2 separate regions of the Sus scrofa genome follow, and region 2 is linked to region 1. Evidence: chromatin contacts called from public promoter capture Hi-C data. All regions are on one chromosome and are shown on one strand. Each heading gives the region's core, a stretch centred on a gene start, on an enhancer-like site or on the middle of the called end of the contact. The rest is flanking DNA. Distances are from core to core; before and after follow the strand shown.

The links. Promoter capture Hi-C pulls out the DNA fragments that hold promoters and counts their contacts.
Region 2: a promoter capture Hi-C map of fetal liver shows a contact between it and region 1, with 2.2 times the contacts expected there. The contact joins the promoter of DERL1 here to the promoter of FAM91A1 in region 1. A contact is called at or near these places in 2 of 5 promoter capture datasets (fetal liver and fetal skeletal muscle) and 1 of 2 datasets of contacts at active chromatin or transcription factors (alveolar macrophages).

The regions. Positions count from the first base shown.
Region 1 is chr4:15,679,884-15,687,363 of Sscrofa11.1, reverse strand. It overlaps FAM91A1 (protein FAM91A1), which reads left to right and starts at 5,538. Exons shown (of 24, transcript XM_003354982.5): 1 at 5,538-5,869. The coding sequence starts at 5,798.
Region 2 is chr4:16,307,003-16,314,732 of Sscrofa11.1, reverse strand. DERL1 (derlin 1) reads right to left here and starts at 4,326. Exons shown (of 8, transcript NM_001244479.1): 1 at 4,032-4,326. The coding sequence starts at 4,184.

The sequences.
Region 1 (7,480 bases), core at 4,289-6,788:
TGTGAGCTGTGGTGCAGGTTGTAGATGTGACTCAGATCTGGCATTGCTGTGGCTCTGGTTGTAGGCCAGCAGTTGCAGCTCCAGTTCGACCCCCAGCCTGGAAACCTCCATATGCCATGGATGTGGTCCTAAAAAAAGACAAAAAATATATATTACATGGTAATAAATGTTGTGAAGAAAAATAATGTAGGGGAGGTGGCTGAGGAAGACTGGAGAGGTGATAGAATTTTAAATAGCCTGGTTGAGGAAGACTCAACTGAGAAGGTGAAATGTCATGTAACTAGTTCACTCATTCAATGCTTTTGATGACTTTTGTTGAGCACTTACTACCTGTGAGGCATGATTCTATATACTGGAGAGAGACTGATGAACAGGACAGACAGGGTGCTTTTTTTTTTTTTTTTTTTTCTCTTTTTAGGGCCACACCCAAACATATGAAAGTTCCCAGGCTAGGGGTGGAATCAGAGCTGTAGCCACTGGCCTACACCACAGGCACAGCAATGCCAGATCTGAGCTGCATCTGCGACCTACACCACAGCTCACAGCAACGCCAGATCCTTAACCCACTGATTGAGGTCAGGGATCAAACCGTACCCTCATGGTTATTAGTCGGGTTCGTTACTGCTGAGCCACGACAAGAACCCCAACAAGGTCCTTTCGTTCATGGGGATCAGACAATACGTAAGGTATCAGGCAGGATAATGTCAAATAGTGATTCTTTGCAAGAGAGGAAGTAAACCAAGATAATGTGTTGGAGAGAGGAGGGGGAGAAGTGGCTGGGTTGGACAGAGCAGTTGGTGAAGGACACTCCACGTGACAGTGGGTGGAATGAAAGGGAGTGTGCTGTGCAAAGGTCTGGGGGAAAGGCGTTCAAGGCCAAGGGAACAGGAAGGGCGAAAGCCATGAGGTAAGAACCAGCTAGCCACGGTGTTGAGTATTAGGCGTGATGCACTGGTTCATGCACTAAAACAAAAGCACTATCAGGAGGGAAAACCACGGCCGAGATCAGACTCCGGCAAAACTGCGAAACAAAAATTGTTCACCGTGACGTCCTCTTTCCTCTGAACATTGCTTCCTCCTGAGCAGGTGCTTCCCTGGCTTCATTTAATGCCCCCCCCCCCGCCCCCCGGCTCTTTCTCTTTCAAACTTGCTCTCAGGAAACAATGTGATATCACATGTATACTAAAAAAAAAAAATCTATAAGGCTAAAAAGTCATTATTCCTCCTAGGGTATTTATACTTCAACTCTAGTGATTTAATTATGAAATTTGATGCATCAGCTGTTTGGGTACTGGGGTATTTTATTGTTGTTGGAGTAAATTAATTTCCTATGGATGCGATAACAAACAAGTACCAATTTAGCAGCCTGGAACAACACTCATTTATTATCTTAGAGTTCTGGAGACCAGAAGTCCAAAGTGAGTTGGCTGGAGGGCTATGATCTTTTCAGGAGCTCCGGAAGAGAATCTGTTTTCTTTTCCAGAGCCAAGAAGCTGCCCATATTCCTTGCCTGTGGCCCTGTGTCACTCCGAGCTCTGCTTCAGTTGTCATATCTCCATCTCTGACTCTGGCTCTCTTGCCTTCCTCTCAGAAGGACCCTGTGATTACACGGAGCCCGATCAGATGATCCGGGATAATCTCCCCATCTCAAGAGCCTTAATCACATCAGCAAGTCTCTTCTGTCATGTGAGGTAACATCTTCTCAGGTTCCAAGGATTGAGACATGGACCTCTTTGGGGGCCATTGTTTCACACATCCCAGGGAATAATAATATTCTGGAGTCTGTGATATTAGATCCCCAGATAGCTCCTTGCTTCTGGGTTGTTCTTGCTCCTTATTTTTGTTGGAATTGTGGGAATGAAATGGTTCTGCAGTCTTTCTGAAGGGCAGCTTGCTCAAGCCGGTTGAGTAATTTTCCTTAGTCCAAACTGGTAAAGCCAGGTAAGATCAACTCAACATGCACTTGTATTTTTTTTATCATTTTTATTTTTTCTCTTTTTAGGGCCTCACCTAGAGCATATGGAAGTTCCCAGCTAGGGATTGAAGCAGTCTATGCCACAGCCACAGCAACACAGCATCCAAGCCACATCTGCGACCTACTCCGCAGCTCACAAAAACACTGGATCCTTAACCCTCTGAGTGAGGCCAGGGATCAAACCCACATCCTCATGGATACTAGTTGGGTTTGTTACCACTGAGCCACAATAGGAACTCCTTGCCCTTGTATTTTTGAACATGGTGTTCACTCATAAGGTTAATTTGAATGGCAGTTTCTGAGCCAGGGCTTCTAACACTGCAGTTTCTGACCTCTTTGGAATTTGAAAAGCAAAGATCTATTAAGCAGAAATAGCAGGGGGCCTGAGTAAAGAACCTAAAAGGATGGGCATTACTTTTACCAAAAAGGCTCAATGATGTAATGAGTGCTGCCTGTGGAGCCCAGTGGCTTGTTTTTGCTTCCTGGTGTTTGAGGGAGCAGTTCTGTTCCTGAACTTCCCAGAAGAGGGGTCTTTGAGCCCTGAGATTAGCCTGCAGTCTCTGAACTGCTTCGTTTCCCATCTCTCAAAGACTGGACACCTTGGGGGAAACAAGGGAGATAGGGTTTTGATGAGAACCCTGTTTTTCACAAGTCAAACTCTGTCACCAGTTCCCACATGGAAGAGCTTGTTGTTTAGATTCTTCCCATACGTCGCTTTGATCTATTACCTTTTCCTCCTTCAGATTTCTGCCTTTCTCAGCTCCTTACTGAGTTAGCATGTTTTTTTCGTGGTCAAGTTTCCAAAGGTCTGTGTCTTTTTGATTTAGCGGGTGTAAGTTCATTTTCACCAGCCCTATCTACTTCTGTAGTTTTTGATGTATCCACACTATATCTGATATTTGTTGATAAAAATGATGAATTAGCAGGCACTTTCCTGTTTGACTGCGATAATTCCCTAAACAGTGGGTTACAAGGATTTAAAAATTATGTTAATTTAATTTTTGTTGTTGCTTACGCTGAATTAAGCCAAAGTTAGACTCTGGAAGAATATGAGTTCTTCTACACTTAATTTTTTTTTTTTTTTTTTTGGCCTTTTCTAGGGCCACTCCCATGGCATATGGAGGTTCCCAGGCTAGGGGTCGAATCAGAGCTGTAGCCGCTGGCCTACACCAGAGCCACAGCAACATGGGATCCAAGCCACCTCTGCAGCCTACACCACAGCTCACGGCAATGCCGGATCCTTAACCCACTGAGCAAGGCCAGGGATCGAACCTGCAATCTCATGGTTCCTAGTCAGATTTGTTAACCACTGTGCCACGAAAGGAACTCCATTCTACACTTAAGTATTAAAAAAAATTTTGAGGGGGATTTATGTTGTTGATTTTAAATGAACAGTGTCTGAATTGGAATAGCAGGCAGAACAGTTCAGAGAGAGCCTGAACTGAGGAGCTGAAAGGGTGGCTCTGGCATAAAGGAACCTTGGGCTCCAGTTTGGCTCCGTCACTACCGCCTGTGTGATCTTGTGAGCAGGTCAGGCAGCCCAGCCAAGCCTCGGTTTCCTCCTCTGTTAAATCACGATCGTAAGAGTGGTATTCTTTTATAAGGTTGTGAGCAATGACAACCTATTATAAGCCAAGGGTTTAATACATAAAAGGCAGGTAAACAATATTTGTTGAATAAACATCTCATGATCAGAGTTCCTTTAATTTTAGCTATGACAATGAAGGTCTGTAGACATAGGATTCTAAGCATTTAGTGATGGGCTCTTTATAGTTGACACAACCTGAGACCAATGCATATGTGAAGAGCAGCATGGACCATATTCGTTTCAATATACCAAATATATTACATAAGGTCCCGGCCACATATCAGACTGGCCAGCTGCTGAGCTGTGCTCTAGGCATCATAAAAAGTTCTGAGTATAGATCTGTCAAGTGTAATAAAATATTATTTAAAAACCATTGTTTAAACTGAAATGTAAGAGTTCTCGTTGTGGCTTAATGGGTTAAGAACCCAATATAGTATCTGTGAGGATGTGGGTTCCATCCCTGGTCTCACTTAGTGGGTTAAGGATCTGGCCTTGCTGCAAGCTGCTGTGTAGGTCACAGACGTGGCTTGGAGGCTATGTTGCTGTGGCTGTGGTGTAGGCCTGCAGCTGCAGCTCCAATTCAACCCCTAGCCCGGGAACCTCCATATGCCACAGTTGCAGCCATAAAAAGAAAACAAATAAAAAGAATAAACAAATGTAATCACAGAAATACTGAATTCATCTATGGTTGCTTGCCAGTAACAATGATCATGGGTTTGCTAAGCCAGTGTAACAAATTCTGGACGAAAGGGTCCCCAAAGACATTCTCACTAGAACTGAAATTAAAGCAGGCTTGATCTGCCATTAAAAAGTGACTGGAGGTTGCAGCATGGAGCAGAAGCAGAAACAAGAGGCTGTGCCCAAGAATCTTTATCTCCTAGATTCCCTTAGGGCCTCCCCATGTGAGCACCAGCTGTTTAACATTTTAGCTGAATCCCTACACTTAAAGAATTTGAACCTTTGTTTTTTTTTCTTTTTAACAGAAAACTTACTTATTTATCAATACAAACCTGTAACTCATATAACATTAATTGGAGTAACAAAAAGAAGTATTTCACATGAATTGGTATCTTCAGGTGATTTGAAGAACCCTTTTTGAAAGCGGTCTGGTGAATGGATTACGACTGGGATAATGACCATAAGAAGGAGAGTAACGCCTGCCCTCATGGATCAATAGGTATATTTCTTGGTGTTGAAACATATGACCATGGAAGTTTCTTCTCATATCTTTATTTCAGATGAATGAAACCAACCAATCAGGAGACTCATGGTGTAAGTACCTTTGTGAAAAATGAATCCTTGGGGCAAATTCACTTTAAACAAAGATATATGAAAGGACTACATTTTCAAAGAGTTATAATGCAGAATAGTAACGACTTCTATATTCTGATAGTTTACACTAGTTGAGTGAAACTCGATCTGCCAAAAGTGTGTGTGTGTGTTCAGGGGTTGGGGAGAATGGGGTTAAATGGGAACCTTAGAGCGCAACGTTTCTCTTTCACAAGATGCAGCAACTTTCAGGAGGTGAAGGGTCATTAGACCTCTGCCCTACGCCTCTACTGGGAGTAAAGCTCTGTCTTGAACATTCCTTCCTGAGCCTGGGCCCTGCCCACCCGGCCTCGGTTCAGGGTTGGCTATGGAGAGCTAGGGCCCACAGCTCCCGCACTTCTAAGTTAGCTATGGCCCCCCCTTCCCAAGTCTCTCCTTCTCGGGCAGCCCACCCCAGCGCCTGTAACTGCCTGCTGCTGGGCTCACATTTGAGGGCAAGTCGGTCATCCAGCAATGGTACAATGCAAGCCCAATTAATTCATCCAGAGACTGACAGAGGCACAGGGAGTGCGCGGGTGGGCGAGCCATACCTGAGCACCTTGCGGCTCTATCTACTCAGGCCAGACCCCAGTGTGGAGGGGGCGGGGCTGGAACCCCGGGCTCCGCCCCCCAGCCCCTCGCTGGCGGGCGGAAGTGACGCACCTCGAAGCCATTTCCGGCGGGCTGAAACTAGGAAGAAACTTGGAGCCGCCGAGGCTTCTGGCCACCTCTCTTCGTTGCTCGCGTGCCCCGTGGCCCGGGCCGCGCCGAGTCGTCGGGAGCCCTGGCCATGGGGCAGCCCCGGCCGTCCGCAGTTTGAGGCGCGGGGCCTCCCGCGGGCTCCTGGGAGGCCGAGGGCGGGCAGGCGGGAGGCGTCCTTCCAGCCGCGGTCCCGGCCGCTGCCGCCCGCCCGGGCCCCCGGCATCATGAACATAGACGTGGAGTTCCACATCCGGCACAACTACCCGTGGAGCAAGCTGCCGGCCAACGTGAGGCAGGTATGGAACCTGGGGCCGGGGTCCCGCCTCGCCGGCATCTGCTCGCCGCGCCCCGTGGCCGTGGCTGGCGCCTCTAGGCTGATTCCTGGCCTTCCCCTCGCCAGGGTTAACCTGCAGCCCAGGGGTGAGGAGGGGACGCTCCCAGGGCCACAGGGGCAGGATAGGGCCGTTGCGAAATGGGATGGAATGGTGTCCACTGGACTGGCTTCGCGACTTTGCACGCACTCTCGGTTCAGCCAGGCACTGGGCTAGGCACCTTTAAGCTAATTAAAGCACGGCCCTTGACCTCCAGAATTTCGGGATGTTGGGAAAGGGTCTAGAAATAAATGAATACATTTACAGAGTGATAGCAGCTTACACGAAACTGCATAAGTGTATATGCGAACGCACAGAGGAGGAAGTCACATTGTCCAGGGAGTGTCAAGAGGATGTGTAGAGGAGGCATTTAAATTGGGCCTTAAAGGACGAAGAAGAGATGGCTAGATAAGAGACTTGGAAGATTTTCCAGGGAGAGGGAATGTCATTTTAAAAAGCGCGGACGAGTGAGAGCGTGTTTTGAGAGAGTAGTGAGCGACTTCCTACCACCGAGCCTGGAGGTGTAGCTGTATTGATTTGTTTGGAGGTGGGGCTTCGTGAGTGGGGGTGGTGGCAGTCAGGGCCAGATTTTGAAAGACTTTTGTATTTTGTTTTGTTGGACTTAATCCTCTCAACAGGATGGGTTTATTAGAGATCTTTCAAGAAGAGAATGACAAAAGGCTTTTGTCTGAGAGGTAATTCTCAAATACTTGAGTGTCGCGTTTTTTCCTCCATTGTTTTACAGATGTTTATTGAACACCTACTATGTACTATGCCTTGTTTTAGGTGAGGGTAATTTGCAGCAGTAGACAAGAGGAAACCCCCTCTTCCTGGAGCTTACGTTTTAGTAAGGAAAGAGGACAGTAAACAAGTAACTGAATAATACACGTAATATAGCAGGTGGTGGTCAATCTAATGACGGGAGTGTTATGTACTTTATGGAAGGCATTGTTCTCCGGTCAAAGATTGACCCTCAAGTTCCTGCCATTCTACTTGATTGAGAGTGAAATTCTGTTTTTCATTGGTGCTGGGTCCTGGGGGTGGTGGTGATGATGGTGTAAAATTATTACTTTGTGTCCTCTCCCAGCGTGGGGTTTTAATTCCAAAAACTGAATAATTTAAGTTTCTGGTGATGCATCTTGTGGCAGAGAAGATGCTTTGACTTTAAGGAATCAAAAGCACAAGAAAGTGGAAAGATACATTGAGGAACTCAGAATTCTCAGGTGGCAATGACTGCCTATGTGGCATTAATCTTGAACTGGAAGAAGAAGGTCGAAACCTGAAGGAATAAGTTTCTCTTGTTAAGCTTGAATGAGGGCTTTGATGGACACTTTGTTTTTAGAGTTTTGTGGCATATGGCATATGGAAGAGTCAACAATCCTTCTTTGTTTCCATATTTTCTCTGCCCTTCCTTTCACAAAAATAAATGTAGCATAATAGAAGAGAGATGGATGATTTTATTACGTCCAACAGGAATAATCGATCCTAATTAGTGTGGCAAAAGAATTTCATGACTATTAAAAATAATGTCAGAAC
Region 2 (7,730 bases), core at 3,077-5,576, 630 kb before region 1:
ACACAGGCTGGCAGCTGTAGCTCTGATTCGACCCCTAGCCTGGGAGCTTCCACATGCCAAGAGTGTGGCCCTAAATAGCAAAAAAAAAAAAAAAAAAGTTCTGTTAAACACTTAACTATGTGTTTTCGTAGATATTATGCAAAGGAGCTAAAGCAAGAGAGCTCAGAACTATCTTGAACTCATGGAAATAGAAACTGAGACTGCAGCTGTCTGTCAACTGGGATAACACTGACCTCAAGATGAATGCGGTAGCTGAACAAGGTACATACAGAGAAGCCCAATACAGATGGAAGGGGGTGATGTTGTTTTTATCCCAAGAAATGAAAGAGCCCCATGCAGGCAGTCCTGGAAGACTTATCTCAGAAACCACGAGGGTAGCAGCGAAATGCCCCTCCCATCAGGGGCCAATATGGAGACGTTTCATCACTGCGGATACGTGATTTTTACGGGTGTTAAGTGTGAGGGTTGAGGGATTCTGGACAACAGCAGAGTGAGTCTTGACACACACCTACGTGCTTCCCCCCACCAAACCAAGGATGAAACATTTTAAACTTCAGAGTTGCAAACCAAGGAGCTACTCAGAAGAAACCCATGGGTGAAGAAAACTGCCTCTGATCACTGCCAACACGAATCCACGATTGTAAATGATCATGCCAGTTTTTTCAAAGATGGAGGTTTTAAGGAAAAGATGAGCCTCTAGCAGAAAAAAAACACATGCTGTTCAGCCTCACCTATTAGCCTCTCAGATGCAGCTTTTCCTTTAACTGCTTCACTTGCAAATGAGTTCCTCCAGGTGACCAGAAAGAGCAGGAGTCAGAGTAGCAGCGAGTAGAGACACTGGTCTCTCCACACCTGGGCACACTTGCCTCCTACTAGCAGCTTCTTGCCTTGCCTTCAGTGCCAGGAAGATGGGAAAATTAGGAAGGTGCGACATGAACCTTTCCAATCAGTTCGCCGCTTTCACCATCAGACACCTGTAGTCTATTAGAAAGACTTATTTTTACTAAGTTGACTGCAGAAGTGAGCAAGATTTTGCAAGGAGGGCCAAAGAGCCAGTCTGGACCAGGCATCTCTCATTTATGACCGCTGCTCCTCATGCAGCGCATTACCCAACATGCCACCAGGCACAAAGTGCAACATTCCCGTGAGCAACAACTGTGTTACCAAAGCGAGTAGAAAAGTGTAGCAATGCTGGCTGCACACCCAAATCATACTCTAAGGTACAAGGGCCTACTTACTTCTCCACTTCAGATGCCGAAAAAGCATCTCTAGACTTCACAAAGCCAAAATATAACTTTTTATCGATACCCTTCCCAACCCCCAAACCTAAGTCTCCCTAAATGTTCCTTCCCAGGCTCAAAAAAGCGCTCCACCAGCCACTCAGTTGCTGTGAAAGCCATGACATCCTGAGTCCTGCTCCCTTCACCCATGCACTCTTCATATCCATTCGGCTACATCTTGTCCATTAACCCTTCATATCCATGCAGCTACAGTCTTGTCCACTCCAACGCCCAAATCTATCCACGTCCTTCTTCACAGTCATGCTGGTCCAAACCACCATCTCTCCTGCTCCCTAACTTAGCTTATGTCTCCTATCCTGTTAGCCAGCTCCCCTTTCCCCCACTTACACACCAAGTCCAGAGCAGTCAAGGCAATCTTCCAGTCCTTTCTAGTCGACAGTCTTTAAGATAAAGCTCAAACTCACAAAGCCCTATACAATCCAGCCCCAGCCTACCTTCCATCTTCAGGTTAGTGCTCTCACCCCAGCTATCGCTCTGTCTTCATCTACCAATCCTCATCCTGACAGCCGTCTAATTCTTGCTTCTAAGACTTTCACTTTCTAGTCCTTCTTCTTGGAAGATTGGCCCCAGAGCCAGGTCTACCCGAAGCTCATCATTCAGGTTTCAGTTCACATAGCTTCTCTGAGGCCTTTCTGGAACACTCTATCAAAGTCGCTCTCCGTCACATGCCTCTCTCTTGTTTTCTTCATAGGAGCTGGGACTTTTCCTGTGCTATTCACTCCTGTACCCCCAGTGCCCAGCACTGGCAAGTACTCAATTATTTCCAGGCATTCAACCAATATATAAGCACCTGCTACATGCCAAACACTATTCTAGGTAACAAAGACAGTGATAAACAAGACAAGTGGCTCTCATGGAGCTTTATTCTCTGAAGTGAGCTAACATCAAGCAGTGCTATGTAGCAAGAAAAATTAAGGGAGGCAGAGTGAAGAAGGGGTACATTTTCATGGAGGGCAATCAGATAAGGCCGTGCCAACAAGGTGGCAGTTGGGGTGACTTAAAGGAGGTAAGGCTTGTAAACCACAGCTGTCTTCCTCAAGCTGGAAAACAACATGTGCAAAGGCCCTGAGGAGGGATGGAGTGAGGTGCTGAAGAAACATCAAGGATTCCACTGTGGAGCCTAATATATACAAGATGGAGAACAGTAGGAGATGAGGTCCGAGAAGCAGCAGGGGGCCTTGCAGGCCACTGAAAAGACTTGGGCTTCACTGGCTGAGTTGAGAAAACATTAAAAGGTTCTGGACAGGAAGTTCCCGTGGGGCAGAGCAGATTGTTAAGGATCTGGCACTGCCGCAGCTGTGGCACAGGTTCAATCCCTGGCCTGGGAACTTCCAGATGGCTAAGGTGCAGCCAAAAAAAAAAGAGCCTCTGGGCAGAGGACTGACAGAACATGATTTATGTTCTAAGAGGATCACTCTAGCTCTGTAGAGAAAAGACTGAAAGGAACAGGGCTGGTATGACAATGGCTTGCATTGGAGAACAAAAAAGGACTGTATTCTGAATATTTACTTGAAGTAAATCTGCTAAGAGACTGTGGGATGTTTGAGACGTCAAGGATGACTCCATGACTATTAGCTTAAGCTCCTGCAATGCTGAAGTTGCTATTTACTTCAGCGAAAAGGGCATTGTTTTACACTCATGAAGTTTGATTTGTCTATTAGTCATCTCAGTGGTAATTTCAAGTCTACAGCTGGATGTACAAGTTTGGAAGTGAGACAGCTCTGGACAAAGAGGTGTATTTGTATTTGAGAATCTTCAGTTTATAGAAATTATTTAAAGCCATTAAGCTAAATGAGATCACCTACAGCTAGGGAGACTCTGAAGAGTCCTGGGGCACATCACAACATTTAAAGGTCAGGAAGGTAAGGAACCAGCAAGGGAGACTAAGAAATGGCCAGTGACGACTGCAAAGACAAAAGAGTGTTAAACAAAGTCCAAAGGATGTGTTGAAATTAATTTCTGATCTTGGTATCTGACCTGCCTCCAGGTCAGGTCTGATGAAAGATTTAAATCACAGAATCCAGTGAATAAAGATAACCTCCAGAAAACTAATATTCTCTTGTCAGGAATGTTACTCTGGGCTGTTTCCTTCATGCTTAAGAAAAAACCAAGACAAAAACAAACAGGGCCTTCCATTTCTGGAGCAATTTACTCTTTACTCAGTCCTTTATAAATTCAACTACTACCTGCCAGAGCCAAGGAGACACACAAATAAACAAACTCACTCTTCGCACCTCTGTCTTCAAATCACTCCTGCCAGGGAAGAAACGCCATCAACATACAAAAGACTCAGCTGGCTGTTGGGCAAGCCGTGGTCCACATGCCATCCACGTGGGTGGCAGAGGGAGCTCAGAGGGCCATACTCCAGGTGGCCCCAGGCTGCTAATCACTGGCCTCCGACAGACTGACAAGTATTAGACTTACCTTCCCCACTGCCGCCTTCTCTGGGTACAGAGGGCGGGGAGCACAGACTTAACAGCATGGCGAAATCGGTCCCCTTCCATTGGGCCAAACCGAGGACTCTCCACGCCTCCAGCTATCCAGGCCCAGGCTCAGACTCCTTTGCCTCCACCTTATCCCTGGGCCACAGGACCCCGCCCTAAACCCCTGGAGCCGCCGCACTACAAATCCCACCAGACACCGCGCGTCCGCAACCGGCGGGTCTACGCTCCGCCGCTGCGGGGCCACCTGGGGCCTGTAGTTTCCACTTCCCCCATCGCCGGTCAATACCTGGAAGCGATAAAGGAAGGCTTCAGGCCAGAGGAAGAAATAGGCCGGGCTGATGAGACCGAGTTTGCCGACTAAGGGCACTGCAACGGTGGCGGCGAACCAATAGCGCGTGATAGCCGGGATACTCCTGAACCAGTCCCCGATGTCCGACATCTTCGCCTCGTCGTGGCCGGGATGTGCACAGCCGTCCGACTCCCGGTCCCGGCCCCCTCCGACGCGGCCTCCTGGGTGAGTGGAAGGTGTCGAGGCGGAGCCGCCCCAGCCCCGGTGCAGAAGGCGGAGACCCGCGGACGTGGCGCCACCGAATTCGGACGAGCGAGGGAGCGTTCGGCGGCGAACTTCCCCTTCCGGAGGCCGCAGACGACGTTAACCAGAAGTCCCGCCGCTTAAAGAGCTAGCAGGTTTTTACCACTGGAAGGAAGTTCGGAGCTTGGGGGCGGGGCCAGGCGGGGCGACAACACGACTGGTGGAAAACAGTGGTTGCCGGGAGCAACGACAAATACTCCAGCCAATGGCGAGGCTGAATGCCTTCTACCGGGTTCCTGCCTGATTTATAATCCAGGTGGGTACATTTTGTAGGGTAGTCAAAGGGAAAGGAGGAGGCAAAGTACAATGTAGTTCCTCTTTGTTCATTCGTTACGCAAATGTTTATTGAGAGCTTACCAAGTGCGACATAGGGTTCTAGACACCAGAGGTGCTGCAACTAGCAGAGTCGTTGTGGTACCTTCTCTCCTGGAGCTTACATACTAACAAAAATAACAGTGAATGAACAAATAATTGAACAATTTAAAGAGATAAGGAGAAAAAGGCAAATAAATTAGGAAGATGGGGATAGAGTGACTGCGTGGGAGTGGGGAAGTGTGGGGAGAGAAATCTGCTTTAGATGGGATTGGTCAGAGAGAACTCGGAGAAAGTGACCTTTGAGCACGCACACCCCAGCCCCCTGCAAAGATATGGGGAGTTTTCCATTCAGAGGAAACAGCCGCTCTGTGCACCAAAAAAAAAAAAAAAAAAAAAAAAAAAATGTTGACGGCCATTTCAGTAAACAAAGAATGCTGCCTTCCATTCCAGTAAAGTGAATGTTGCCTGCCGTCAAGTCATCAGCCACTGCAGCCACCATTCCAGTAAAGTGAATGTTGCCTGCCGTCAAGTCATCAGCCACTGCAGCCACCCGGATGGTGCACCCTAGAGGGATTCAGGAAGGAGAAAAAGAGGATACTGGCCCAGTTAAGATGCATATCTAAGTAATAATTTCAATGAGCCAGAATCTTGCATCTTCCCTTACACAAAAAAGCGCTAAAATCATTTAGATGTCTGATTTTTGTGATTAGCTGTAATATTTTGACACGTGACTACATGGTTTGTTTGTATTCAGCCAAAAATCCTATATATTCTGACTCCTCCCTTACCTCTTCAGAGCAGGTCCTCTGAGCTACCCGAGAGGCTGGGTCTGGGGCTATAGTCCTCAGTAAATTCCTTGAATAAAACTTAACTTGCGACTTAGATTGTGTGTTTTTCTTCAGTCAGCAATTCCAACTGGCTTGGAATTTTGGAGGAACTGAAAGCAGAAATGATCATGACTATTAATCTGGTTTATTGGGTAGGACTTAAGTTACAGATAGATGAAAATCCACCTTGTTTTTACCTTCTTTTTTAATATATTATTTTCCATTATGATCTATCCCAAGAGATTGCCTATATTTCCCTGTGCTATACAGTAGGACCTCATTGCTTATCCATTCTAAATGTAATAGTTTGCATCTACTAACCCCAAACTCCTAGATCTTCCCACCCCCTCCCTTCTCCTTCTTGGCAACTGCAAGTCTCTTCTCTATGTCTGTGAGTCTGTTGCTGTTTTGTAGATAGGTTCACTTGTGCCCTATATTAGATCCTACATATAAGTGATATTGTATGGTATTTGCCTTTCTCTTTCTGACTTACTTCATTTAGTATGATAACCTCTAGGTCCATCCACATTGCTGCAAATGGCATTATTCCATTCTTTTTTATGGCTGAGTAGTATTCCATTGTGTATATGTACCAGATCTTCTTAATCCATTCATCTGTTGATGGCCATTTAGGATGCTTCCATGTCTTAGCTACTGCCAGTAGTGCTGCAATGAACATAGGGATGCATATATCTTTTTGAATTATAGTTTTGTCAAGACATATGCCCAGGAATGGGATTGCTGGATCATACAGGAATCTATTTTTAGTTTTCTGAAGAACCTCCGCATTGTTTTCCATAGTGATTGTACCTCCATCTTGTTTTTAAAAGAAATTATCGAAGGGTATGGAGTAGGACTTTTCCTGTTTTTTTCAGAAGTAGGACTGTTGGGCTGCACCCTGCAGGTCTGCAAGCCCTGTTCTTGCCCAGCTCCAAGGCTGAAGAAAGCCCAGCGACAGCAATGGTTTAATGGGTGGGGGATCGCACATGTCTGACCCAAGGTCCTGGAGTGACACCCCACCATGTGTGGCAGACAGCAGGCAGGATATGGCAGCAGTCTTTGCTACCTGGAGGAGGGGGGTGTTACCAGTTAGGGGGAATTTATGTCAAGTTGACTCATCACTTACCAGAGAAACTACCAGATGGGCACGCCCCTCACCACCTGTTTGATAAGCTATTCTGGTGGAGATGTTCTGATCTAAAGATGAGAACTGTCACTAGCCGGGGCAGGGGCAAGTATGTAGGAAGGTGAATCAGTTCAAGCAGAGGACGTATAGAGAGCAAGAGAACAGTCATCTTGAGTGGCCCGACCATGCAAGAACCTACAGTTAAAAATTGCTGAGGCCATTCAATAGTGACCCCTAGGAACACATCTAAGGTCCACAGGGTGAGGTTTATTAACTTACTGAGAGGCAAACTGCCCTCCAGAGGAACCTGAACCATCTCACCAAACAAAAGAGAATAGGGACATGATTGAATTATAAAGAAGGGTTGAGTGTTGCTAATATTTCAGTAAAGCTGTGTTTTGATATGCTCAAAGCAGAGCAGGGCTGTGTGTAAGTATTAATATCATGCTTCATCCTAAGCTGAATAGCAAACCCAGGGTTCTCTTTCTTTGGAAATCTCAAAATTAAGATAAATATGGAATGTTGGGCTGAAAACTTATCTAAAGCTTTGTACCTGGATTTAATATCCTGTGTCAAAATGACCCTTATGCCTCAAGTCCTTCAGCAAGAATGGGATGTTTCATCCACAATGATATAATTTCAAACAGCAAAGTTTCTGCCAATCTATTGTTTTAGAGAACATTTCTCAGCACCTTGTCCTTGATGTTAATTAACAAAAGCAGGAGTTCCCGTCGTGGCTCAGTGGTTAACAAATCCGACTAGGAACCATGAGGTTGCAGGTTCGATCCCTGGCCTTGCTCAGCAGGTTAAGGATCCAGCTTTGCTGTGAGCTGTGGTGTAGGTCGAAGACGTGGCTCGGATCCCACGTTGCTGTGGCTCTGGCGTAGGCCGATGGCTACGGCTCTGATTAGACCCCCTGGCCTGGGAACCTCCATATGCCGTGGGCGCGGCCATAGAAAAGGCAAAAATAAATAAATAAATAAATAACAAAAGCAGTTTCTATAGAATAGAAGGACACTATTCTATAGTCTAATAAGAATACATAATATTTAGGGACCAAATAGATTTCAAGCATAATAAATACATGAAGAAGAAAAGATCCTTGCCCCTCAATGGTTATCGCAG